Linked DNA regions of Mus musculus: region 2 is linked to region 1. Evidence: chromatin contacts called from public Hi-C data. All regions are on one chromosome and are shown on one strand. Each heading gives the region's core, a stretch centred on a gene start, on an enhancer-like site or on the middle of the called end of the contact. The rest is flanking DNA. Distances are from core to core; before and after follow the strand shown. Region 1 overlaps Tnpo3 (transportin 3). Region 2 has its middle 15 kb from the start of Gm30896.

Region 1 (6,148 bases), core at 3,487-5,986:
CATCAGCAACCCACAAGGCTGCAGGCTCTTCTACAGCCAGCTAGAGGCTACCCAGGAGCAAGTGGAACTCTTTGGCCCTGTGACCCTGGAGCAAGTGCGCTTCCCTAGCCCAGAGGACATCCCCAGTGACAAGCAGCGTTTCTATACGAACCAGCTGCTAGATGTCCTGGACCGTGGGCTCATCCTGCAGCTGCAGGGCCAGGACCTGTACGCCATCCGTCTGTGCCAGTGTAAGGTGTTCTGGAGTGGGCCCTGCGCCTTGGCCCATGGCTCCTGCCCCAACCCCATTCAGCGGGAAGTCAAGACGAAGCTCTTTAGCCTAGAGCAGTTTCTCAATGGTGAGGTCTGTTCTGTGCTCCTCCTGGCTGCCCCTCACTCAGGATTGGGTTGTAACCTCTAACTAAAGGCCTTCATCTTGATGCAGAGCTCATCCTGTTCCAGAAGGGCCAGACTAATACCCCACCACCTTTTGAGATCTTCTTTTGCTTTGGAGAAGAATGGCCTGATGTCAAACCCCGAGAGAAGAAGCTCATTACTGTACAGGTGTGTTCCTAGCCACCTCTGATGTAGCTTGAATGTTAGGAAACATGGGGCTGGGCCCTTGACCCAGGGTAGACGTGGAGCCCCCTGGGGCCATGAGGACTTGGTTGCTAGGGCTGGAGGAGACTGTCTACCATCTGCTTCTGGCTATCTTCATGCCCAGTTGGGTTGATCAGCCCTGCCACAATTCTCCTTGTCCTGTCTCCCCTTTGCTTCCCAGGTGGTACCTGTTGCAGCCCGGTTGCTGCTGGAGATGTTCTCAGGGGAGCTTTCTTGGTCGGCAGACAGCATCCGACTGCAGATCTCAAACCCGGATCTCAAAGACCACATGGTAGAGCAGTTTAAAGAGCTTCATCACCTCTGGCAGTCCCAGCAGCAATTGCAGCCCATGGTCCAGGCCCCTCCTGTGGCAGGCCTCGATGCAAGCCAGGGGCCCTGGCCCATGCACCCAGTTGGCATGCAATAATGAGGCTACAGATAGTGGCTGCCTTGGACCTCCTGGGACAGCCACGTAGACTGATATAGCAATGTGGTGGCCCCAGCAGGCCTGGCTGGCTACAGGGTTCTGAGTCTCTTGGAAGCAGAGTCGGGGTAACAAGAACATAGAAGAGAGGCCTGAGGTTTCATTTCCCCTAAACATTTTCTATTTGAGCACCACCTTCTGGTGATTTCTCTAATATGCCTGGCTGGGAAGAAATGAAGCCAGCAGCCCCAGTGGGAGGGAGGGAACATCACTAGCCTGAGGCCTTTAGTACCACGGAGTCCAATTACCCCAGGGTAGCCAACTTTTAAGGTTGCCCCAATTCTTCTAGCAAAACCTGCCAAGGAGTGTTGTGGGGGCTTTCTGCAGAGAATAACCCTGATTTAGGGGTCCCCTAGTTTGAACCTTTCCCCTCATCCTTATGACAAGGATTTCTCCAGGCACCCTCCTTCAGAGTCTGAGATGCTGGGACAGAAAGTAGAATTTAATATATTTTTGGATTAATAAATGTTAAAAACCAGGTCTGCCCATTTATTGACTGTTTCCAGTGCCAGTGGCTTCTGTTGTACTGGGCTATTCAGTTGCCAGTCGCCTGGCCCCAGCACAGTTTGGCAGTGGTGCCTGGCACAGGAGTTGGGGAGGCCCTGCCTTCCTGTCAGTGAGTCAGCTGGGCCTTCACACTCACCTGGCTGGCTTTGCTTTCAAGGAGGACGCAGACTGAGACAAATGTGGAATTCTGAATGTGTGCTGTCTAAAAACTGTCCAAACCTCCCCAGAAGAGAATGACGAAATAATAGAAAAAGAAGAGAATGAAGAAATAGCCACACTTCAGGCCATCAAAACCTGGGATTTTTAAGGTTTAATTTTTTTTTTTTTTTAGACCAGACTGGTCTTAAACTTGCAGTATTAACCAAAGTTGTCTTTGAACTCCTGATCCTCTCTTCTTGCCTCCGTCTCCTAAGTGCTGGGATAATATATTAGCCTAAGTGTAGTAGAGTGCTTGCTTAACAATGCACAAGGCCATAGGTTTGATTCCCTGTAACATACATTCAAAACAAAAAAGGTTTAGCTGGGTGTGGTGGCTCATGTCTGTAATCTCAGCACAAGGGAGGCTAAAACAGGAAGCTTGGCAGTTCAAAGCCAGCCTAGAATGGCAGCCTACAGTAAGAGCTGAACATGTTTAAAAAACAAGTCTTGTCTTCTTGAATGTGCTACTAATATTAGGCCATTACATGCAAATCGGTGGCTCATCACTGGAAACTGGCTCAGGAGCAATATTCTAGTCCAAATAATTGTTTTATCTTTTTGGGGTTTTTTTGGGTGGGGGGGGAGTATGGGGAAGGAGGTGGTGGTGGCGGTGGCAAGGTCTGCTATGCAGCCCTGGCTGTCCTGCAGCTTGCCCTGTAGACCAGGCTGGTTTTGAACTCAGGAGATATATCTGCCACTGCTTCCTGTGATGGGGTTAAAGATGTGTGGCAACATGCCTGGGACATTTATCTTTTTATGATGGAAGACTTTACACATTTGTGAGAAAGGAAAAATAATGGTATGAAAGCCTCTGTCCCCGTTTTAAAGATCATCATCTGAATGCTATCTTTCTCATTGCAGCTCCTGTCCAGGCTCCCAACGGTGATTATTTTGAAGTAAATACTAGAAATAGCATTTCATGTATATTCTCCTAAAACCACTCCCCACTCCCCTGCCCTGGGGGATGCTCAAAGGTTGTGATCTACCACTGAGCTAAAATCCCCAGCTACTAAAGAAAAAAACTGTCTTATCAAGTATCCACTTTATGAGGCTCTTAGAGATGAATAATGTGCTTCCAAGATCCAACTTTGGATTCCTAGCCCACGTTACAAAAATAAATAAATAAAATGAAAGGAAGGAAGGAAGGAAGGAAGGAAGGAAGGAAGGAAGAAGGAAGGAAAAGAGAGAAAAGAAAGAAAGGTCGGGCACTAAGGTATATGTTGTCATTAGGAAGCAGAGCAAGGGAATTCCTGAATCTCACTGGTCCTGGCTGTATGTTATCTTGTCTCAGAGAATTTAGGAGACTGCCCAACACTAGCCTCCACGTGTGTATACACACATTCACGTGAACACGTACCCAGCAGTCACACACAATCTAGTGCTCGTAAGTTCAAGGCAGCCAGAGGACGTCTATCTCCATTAGTGGTGGGACAGCGCTGCTCCTGATTACACCTGTTGTATTTTGTATGTCTGTTGTATGGGTGACATAGTTTGTATGCTGCTGGAGTCCAGACCGTTGATTGGATTCAGGTTGCGATTTTGACTACTGATTAATGAGTATTTGAGTTTCCAACATTCTTAAAATAACACAGTGAGGGCCAGAGAAACGGCTCAGCCAGTAAAGACTCTTGCCATCAAGCCTAATGGTTCAATCCCAGGAACCTGCATAGTAGAACTGACCTGCTGTGACACACTCCCCTCCTCATATCATCATAAATACATGTAATAAAATAATGCAATGAAAAGCTAGTGCTTTTCTATGTTTCGTAGGTACTGGTAAAAATGCCAGGGATACTTAGAAATGTCTTACCAATAGAGCATACTCTCAAATGTGACTTTTGTTAACCCGACAGGTAAAAAATACTACCTCATTCCTATTCCCTCTCTTGAGCAAGGATGAGCAGCTTTTCGAATGGTTACATGGTCTATGTTGACTTTAAAAGTTAAGCGGAACTGGTGGGCCAGCTACATAAGGCTCGCCATGCAAGCCCCACCCTGAGTTTGACCTCTGGAAACCGCAGATGCGTGTGTCCCCCATATCATACACACACAATAGCTTAAAAAGTAAAAACCAGGGTTGGAGATGTACGCTCAGATGTAGGATGTGTGCTTCTGTGGGAAGCCTTGAGTGGCAGCGCCAGCTGTCAACAGTCAATAAAAACAGCAGCAGATGTGGGGCACACACAGATGAACAGACTCCCGGCACCTTGGGAGGATGACGATGACAACTGGGTCAAAGTCATTGCTAGCTAGCGAGACTGACTCAAAGCAGAAGCTGTCACCTTCCAATAAACACTTTAGTTTTGGGAAAGCTTCTAAAATAAGAACATTCTTGCACACTTCACACTATTTCTAACTATATAATATTAACTCCTTGCTTTGTTTGGATTTTGTTTTGTTTTTCAGACAGGTTTTCTCTGTGTAGCACTTGGTGTTCTAGAACTCACTCTATAAATGACAAGGCTGGCCTCCCAAGAACTGGGATTGAAGGTGTGAGCCACTACCTCCTAGCTAGGATTTTGTTATTTTTTTAACTCTCTCCCACTCTCTGGGACTCGGGATTCCATCCAAGATCCTATATTTGGTTACGTTTTTACCTCCTGGTCTACGTGGATTTAATAGTAAAGGTCACAGAAATGTCCCTCCTTTGGCTTCCATTGTGTGCATGTCTCTCCCTCCCATGCAAATGTGCACAGAACAGCCACGTCCTCAGCTTATGTGCACTTGCACATGTGTGTGACACACAGTTCACTCCCACTGAGGTAGGGTGGAAGGTGAGATGCAGCAGGAGGGGCTTCCAACAGGATGCAGAATCAGCAGCTCCTTGTAACGCTTGCTTTCTGTCTGACCCAGTTCCCCACCGACACAGAGGCTCACGTATTTATGAACTAGCGCCTAGGCCATCTGCTAGGCTTACTCCACAATAAGCTCGTAACCCTTATTAACCCAGTCACACTATTCTATGTCTGCCATGAGCTGGTCACTTCTCAGTTTCATAGTCCAACTTCCTCCACATCTCAGTGGCTAATCTCTCAGGCCTGACTCTTTCCAAGTTCCTATCTCTCTGCTGGGTATCCCACCTTACTATCCTGCCTTGCTGTGGGCTGCTGAGCCCTTTATGGATCTCTTTACACAGTGAGCAAGATTACTCCTACAAGATACGTCGTTTTAAGCTCTCTGCTTAGACGCCTTTTAGGTTCCATGAAAGCTGATTTCATAGGTGGATCAGCCAAGTCATTGCTGAACAGCGAGTAGTGAAGGGAAATAAAAACACTGGTAAAATTTTAAAAATTGGTTTTATTTTTTTCTTTTTTCTGGTTTTTTTTTTTTTTTTTTTTTTTGGTGCTGTTGATTTATTCATAAGATGGCTACACCACAGGACAGAACAGTGCCCTTGAAGGCAATTAATTTTCACACTTTTTTTTTTTTTTTAGCAAAATACAGGTAGCCCTGTAAATACATTCCCTCCAGACTCTCACCCTCTTTTTTATCCCTTCCCACCCCATGTTTGTGGATGAATAATTCACTAAAAGAGAGAGAGAGCAAGGTTTAATCCATATTTGTCCTCTCCACCCACCAGTTTTGGCTTTTCTCCCCAAGGCTGATGACAAAGGCCCATGAACTGGATTGGACTTAGCAACTCAATAGGATCAGGGTTGGGCTCTACATTAAAAGCAACTTTGACCCTGGCTAGTCCGGACTATCATCCCTAACCATGATATAAGCAGACCAGGCTCCTTGTCTGGACATTTCTAAAGGTGAACAGTTGGGGGGGGGGGTGTTTCCTCTATTCACCTGTGTTTAAAGGAAGGAGAGCAGAGGAGGTGACCCTACCTCTTTAATTCCAACTGTAACTATGTTACCTACTCGCATCCCCGCGCTTCCCTAAGGTAATGTGTCTGTCTCACTGTCGTGTCTCAGTGTGTGCACTGCATGCTGGTGTGTGTCTATCATGTGTGTGCATCATCTGCTACCAGGTGCATATTTCAGTTCTGGTGTCATCTCAGCTTTCCTTTTTAAAAATTTTCTTTCTTTTTTTAACTTTTCTTAAATTATTTTTCCTTTTAGAAAGAAGTTCACCAGGAAACTAGTTCCCCTCCCACCACGTCGGACAGGCTCCAGCCATCCTTAAAAACCGCGCTGTTTCTCCCTCACATCCCAAACAGGGACTCCTTAGGATGCCTTGGAGGGTGAAGTCTCTCCCTGTGTGGCGGGATGGTCTGGTGGTAGTGAAGGCCCCTCTGCCACAACAGAGGTTTCTGATTGTGGGACACAGTCTGGGTTGTTTTCTTCCTGTCTTCTAATAAAAAAAGACATTCCTGACAAAAGAGAAGAGAGAGTCTAATGAGCTCCAGAGGAGAGTGAGCAGGGTGAGCAGGG
Region 2 (6,114 bases), core at 1,593-4,092, 120 kb after region 1:
TGGCCAAACTATGTTCCTCCTAAAGGTACTAGGAGAGAATCCACTTTTTTGCTGTTTTTCCACCATCTTGAGGTTATTTGCATATTTGTCTCATGCCTGCATCCTTCCACATCACTAACACCAGTAATGTCAGACTTCGTCCCTTTAGCTCCTCATCACCCACTTCTCTAACTCTCCTGACTATCTTCACTCACAAAAGACTTCCTGATTATCCAGATCACCTGGATAACTGAGAACACTCTGGTCTCCTCATCTCAAGACCCATCAACAGTTCAGAATGCTATGGAATCTGAAGCTCCCTGGAGAACCCATGACTTAGTTCTCAATAATTCCCTAGCACCCAGCCTCCTCCCTCAGACACCCACTCTCCCTCTCCCTCTCCCCCTCCCCCCCACTCCAGTTTTAAAAGAAGAAGGCTGGTTATGCAGAACATAAGATCAAGTGAGGGCTGGTGAGATGGCTCAGTGGGTAAGAGCACCCGACTGCTCTTCCAAAGGTCAGGAGTTCAAATCCCAGCAACCACATGGTGGCTCACAACCATCCGTAACGAGATCTGACTCCCTCTTCTGGAGTGTCTGAGGACAGCTACAGTGTACTTACAATAAATAAATAAATAAATAAATCTTAAAAAAAAAAAAAAAAAAAAAAATAAGATCAAGTGAGCCTGGGCCACCATCCCTGTGAGTGACCTGCCTTAGCAAGGAAGTAGCTGCCCTGTAATAGGGTCTGGTCACTTTGTTCCTACCCAGGCAACTCAGATTGTTTCCTTTGGCTTCTGTAAGTATTTGAGTTTTCCATCCTGGTTACTGATTGATCAAGTTCTCTTTCCGCCCTCCTGGAAATGTAGAACATTTGCTCCATAAACTGCAACCCAGGAGAGAAAAGAGAAAGGAGGTGCACCAGGAGGACAGAACAAGTAACCTTTAACCACTTGACATTTGACATTGTCTCCAGGTAGGGTAAGAGGTAACACAGTAGAGGAGAAATGTCTCCCCCAGAACACCACCCTCCTCTTCAGCGCCCCCTCCTCTGTACTCAAGCCAGAGCCTGTGGCACTCACTAGGCAAGCCCTTTACCGGAGCAGTATTTCCAGCCTCTGTTTTGCTCTTCATTTTGAGATGGGCTCTCACTAAATTGTGCAGGCCTTAAGTGTTCTTTGTGGCCTAAGCTGGTCTTAGACCTGTCTTGAAAACTAAACCAAAAGCCACACTGAGATGCTGTGTGATAGAGACCAGAAGTCACTTTGGCAAAACCTTGGCAACTCATTTGTTAACTGAGAAAGCCCTGATTGAACCCCTGCTGGGTCCAATGTGTGTCATCAGGTTAGGGAGGGGGAAAATGTCCCCAGTCCTGCCTTCCCAGAGCTTCCAGCCAGCCCATGGAGAGGCCAGGGTGAAGTAGCATGTCTGAAAGTAACAGGAGGAAGGAATTCTAGAAAAGGACAGTGGAAGAGAAGGTGAAATATGAAGATATGGAGGCTGAGTTCCTGGAACGGTAAGTAGGAAGACATGGTGGGAGCGGAGGGGACGGGGAAGTGAGCCTGTAAAAGAAGACCAGATGCAACTGTATTAATTCCTGTGTGTCCAATATGGCGCCATTCACAGCTCATGCAGATATAAAGCATGGTAAGAAATGACTGTATCTCATGAAAGAGAGCAAATACACCGAATAGAGCCAAATCAGTGCAGAAGAGAGGGGTTTCAGTGCTGAGCTGAGACACCCCAAACTCCCAGCGGAAGCAGGAGAATAGGGAAGGCTTCAGTGAGAATGTTTTCAGAGGAGACATAATTAGCAGTGTATCTCTGGATGTGTTTGATGCAGAAAATAAGAGGAACTAGAGAATTATAGTCTCTCTTTTTTATACTCTTCTATGTTTAAGACTCTGTGCTTATATAAGACTCTGAAGAGCCTTAGCTTACCCGGGACCCCCTGAGTGAACGATGCAGAGCCAGAATCGATGCAAAAAGCAAGAGGAATTTATTGTTCCAATGCACTGGGGTTAGCCCACACCTGAAGGAGAGGAGGCAAGTTCTGGCAAGTTTTTATATGGTTTCCAGGGATAGAATAAAGCATCAGCAACTAGGCAAAATATGATTGGTGGATCAGTGCTTTAAACTGATTGGTCTTTAGGGAATGAGGTAGTAGGGGCTTACTCAACATCTCCCTTCTGGCCTATGTGCTCTCTGACCTGTCTCTTCCAGGAAGGTGTGTGTGAGTGTGTGTGTGTGTGTGTGTGTGTGTGTGTGTGTGTGTGTGTATGTCCGATGGAATTTTCTAATGGCTGAGCTGACCTCTTCAATAACATGACATAGTGGCACATGCCTTTAGTCCCAGCACTTGGGAAGCAGAGGCAGGCAGATCTTTGTGAGTTCAAGGCCAGCCTGGTCTACATAGTGAGTTTAGGACAGCCAAAGGTACATACACCCTGTCTCAAAGAAAGAAAGAAAGAAAGAAAGAAAGAAAGAAAGAAAGAAAGAAAGAAAGAAAGAAAGGAAGGAAGGAAGGAAGGAAAGGAAGGAAGAAAGAAAGGAGTCTGTGCTGATAGATACCAGACTAGAGGGACAAAGTTGATTGTATCCTGTCCAAGTGGGTCACCAGCAGCTCAGTCCCATTACAGGGAGGCAACTGGAGGCAGGTTAAAAGTTGTACCAACCCCCACCCCTATTTTTCTCATTCATCTGCTCGCTGCATTCTATCCATTGGACTGGTTTCTCTCTGCCCTGCGGCGGCATCTTTTAGGCCAGGATCGAGGTTCTCCCAGTTTTTGGCCTTGGGCTAACTGCCTCGTTAGAGCTTTTAAACTGCTGCTGCTCCTGTAAAGGCCTTTGAGGCACATTAACTTCGTAGTCAGTTACTCAGTAACTCGCTGCAGTTCCCAGCCATGCGGAAAGGAAAGGAAAGGCCTTACAGACACTCTGCATTCGCTTCGCTTCACTAACAGCGCTGGAAGAAAGCCTCTTTCTAAAGGTGAATTCCAGTAGGAACAGCCAACCTGAAGCAACAATCTGAACCTACAGGGAAGCTCTGTTCCCCCTCCCTCTCCCCTCCCCTCCCCTTCCCTTCACCCTCCCCTTTCTCCAGCCCCAGGCCCAAGTTCACAAAATCCCATCCCCACCTCCCATCCCCTGGCCCAGCACTGCACCAAAGACTCTGCAATTTCAAGTTTACTCTTTTTTTTTATATATTTATTTATTTATTTATTTATTATTTATATGAGTACACTGCAGCTGTCTTCTGATATACACCAGAATAGTGTGTTGGATCCCATGACAGATGGTTGTGAGCCACCCTGTGGTGGCTGGGATTTGAACTCAGGACCTCTGGAAGAGCAGTCAGTGCTCTTTTTTTTTTTTTTAAAGATTTATTTATTTATTATATGTAAGTACATTGTAGCTGTCTTCAGACATTCCAGAAGAGGGAGTCAAATCTCGTTACGGATGGTTGTGAGCCACCATGTGGTTGCTGGGATTTGAACTTTGGACCTTTGGAAGAGCAGTCGGGTGCTCTTACCCACTGAGCCATCTCACCAGCCCCGCAGTCAGTGCTCTTAACCACTGAGCTATCTCTCCAGCCCTCAAGTTTTCTCTTAATGTACTTTCCCCCCTCTAAATGCTTTACTTTAGGGACAAGGAAAATCAGAAGAATTTCTGTTTTCCAGCCCCACAAGGAAACTCTGAACTGGCTTGTGCCCCTCCTGTAACCAGAATGAATCCCTCTGCTGGATGGGGCTGTGGGGGATTATTTTAAAAAGGACCCCGGTAAACATCCTTTTGCCCAGCAAGGCAAGAGTGAGCCTTCTTTCCATGGAACTTCATTATCTAGCTCCAAAAGTGACCTGTATGCAAATTTCCAGGAAGGCAAAGCTTACTGATTTCATAGCAGACTTAGCTGAGAAGGTGGCCCCAGGAAAGTAATAGCACCATGCACGTGCCCAGCAGGTAGCTCTCAACCCTAGCTTGGCATGAGAATTGTTATCACAAACATTTTTGTCTGTGACAGTGGGCTCAAACCCAGGGTTTCATGCATGCTCGGCAAGTGCGGGATACACTAAACCTTTGTACCTTAGAATTATTAGAAGACTGATTTTGTTTCCTTTTATATTTTGAGTCAGGGTCTCCTGTAGCTCAGTCTGTCCTCCAACTCCCTATGTAGCCCAGGGTGTGTGCCCTTGAACTTCTGATCTTCTTTCTTTTATGGCCTAAGTGCTGATGTGAACTACCATGGTCTGCTGGACTAACAATTAAAATATAGATGTGGGTAGTGCCTGAGCTACGTTCCTCACTCATGTCTGTTAGACGATTCATGAACACCATGACCATTGGTCCAATTCACACGCCCTCTGCTTGTTAAATCACTGGCCCTAGGGTCCATTGAATGGGAGGAAATTGTTCTCCTCTGGTTTGAACCTGGAATGTCCCCTGAAGGGTCATATGTTAAGGCCAGCTGCTTCCATTTGGGTGAGGTGATTTCCTGAAGCTCTGAGTCAGTGGATTAATCCCTTCATGTAATACAGTGGTATTATTGGGAGCCAGGGCTCTGATAGTAGAAGCAGGTCCATGAAGCCAAGGTATATCACCTGGAAGGATATACCTTGTCTCACCCCCTACTCTGCTTCCTAGCCACCGAGAAATGAGTTGTCAGATAGACCATTCCTTTTTGCTGCTAGTCTGCCTTACCATAGGCTAGAAACACTGGAGCCAGTTGAACATGGACTTGAAACCTCTGAAACCATCGCCCAAGATAAACTCTCTCCCTTTAAATTGCTTTTCTCAAGTATGTGTCAGAGCCACAAAAGTCAGATATAGGTGCCTTTGTTTGTTTGTTTGTTTGTTTGTTTTCAAGACAGCGTTTCCCTGTGTAGCCCTGGCTGTCCTGGATTTGCTTTGAAGAACAGGCTGGCCTTGAACTCACAGAGATCTGCCTACTTCTGCTTCCCAATTGCTGGGATTAAAGGTATGCACTATCATGGCTGGCAATACAGTGACTTTTTTTTTTTTTTTTGGTTTTTCGAGACAGGGTTTCTCTGTATAGCTCTGGCTGTCCTGGAACTCACTCTGTAAACCAGGCTGGCCTCGAACTCAGAAATCCACCTGCCTCTGCCTCCCAAGTGCACCACCACGCCCGGCTACAGGTGACTTTTAAAGCTCATACCAAAGCACTGTTTGTCCTATGTCTGTCTTCTAGTAGTATGGGCCCTCCTTGGTGTTCCCTAGCCTGTAGATCCCTCACTAACTTTAGTGTCTATCTTCATTGTCACATGGCATTCTTCCCACAAATCTGAGTCTCTAGGTGTCCTTTCTTTTGTGAGGACCCAGACATTGACTTAGAACAGATCCTAATCATAGACCCTCATGCTTTGACCCTAGTCCCAGTAGAGCCACGTTTTGGGGTTCCACTTAAACATTAGTTTTAAGTAAGCATGATTCAACTCACTTTAGTCCATTCTTTGGACCCCAAAGTTAATATCTATCCCATGTGCAAAATGTGCTCTAACTAGGCACTTAGAGGCTACATTCGTTAAAAGCATTGGTTACGCCAGGCGTGGTGGTGCACGCCTTTAATCCCAGCACTCGGGAGGCAGAGGTAGGCGGATTTCTGAGTTTGAGGCCAGCCTGGTCTACAGAGTGAGTTCCAGGACAGCCAAGGCTATACAGAGAAACCCTGTCTCAAAAAACAAAAAACAAAACAAAAAAAGCATTGGCTTTTCACTTGAGGCTGTAGGCGCCAAATGGGCAATAGGAGAGACAAGAGTCTAGTCTCTCTACCCTGTAGCTCTCTAATTGGCTTCTTAAACTTTGGGTCTGACTCCTGATCAACAATGCATGCATGAATGCTATCTATCCACTTAAGTACTTATACTAGCCTGGATTTACCTAGTCGCTCTCCTTCTTCAAGACCAAAGAAAACAAAATTAGTGACTCCCCTTCAGAATGAAACCAAGTTAGTGACCTCGTTAGGATTAAAGGAGAGTCCACATTTTGGATTGAAGTGTGGGTGTTAAAGTAAGAGACCAAAATTTTGGGCTTCAAACTCCATCTTAGAGAACCTGACCTGAATTTAAACTCAAGTAAACTAACAAAAAAGCTGAGCCTAGCTCCAGTTTCTAGGCTAACC

What was found. Hi-C and Micro-C count contacts between places; a contact is called where the count stands out from the background.
Region 2: a contact with region 1 is called in a Hi-C map of liver, with 4 times the contacts expected there. The contact joins two enhancer-like sites. A contact is called at or near these places in 1 of 15 datasets of contacts at CTCF or cohesin (large pre-B cells), 8 of 484 Hi-C or Micro-C datasets (differentiating spermatogonia, embryonic stem cells, germline stem cells and 3 more), 4 of 115 datasets of contacts at active chromatin or transcription factors (bone marrow-derived dendritic cells and embryonic stem cells) and 4 of 9 other capture datasets (adipose tissue, embryonic stem cells, liver and 1 more).

Annotation. Positions count from the first base shown.
Region 1 is chr6:29,535,780-29,541,927 of GRCm38.p6, forward strand. Tnpo3 (transportin 3) reads right to left here. Exons shown (of 23, transcript NM_177296.5): 23 at 5,048-6,087. Irf5 (interferon regulatory factor 5) reads left to right here. Exons shown (of 9, transcript NM_012057.4): 7 at 1-338; 8 at 425-543; 9 at 761-1,541. The coding sequence ends at 1,006. Among named protein-coding and RNA genes, the nearest start is that of Irf5, 12 kb to the left of the region's middle. Within about 2 kb of position 4,737, at least 12 of the 459 cell types and tissues checked have an H3K27ac peak or open chromatin away from gene starts, as enhancers often do. A contact at or near this core is called in liver, where this site is marked.
Region 2 is chr6:29,658,014-29,664,127 of GRCm38.p6, forward strand. No RefSeq gene overlaps it. Among named protein-coding and RNA genes, the nearest start is that of Gm30896, 15 kb to the right of the region's middle. Within about 2 kb of position 2,843, at least 19 of the 459 cell types and tissues checked have an H3K27ac peak or open chromatin away from gene starts, as enhancers often do. A contact at or near this core is called in liver, where this site is marked.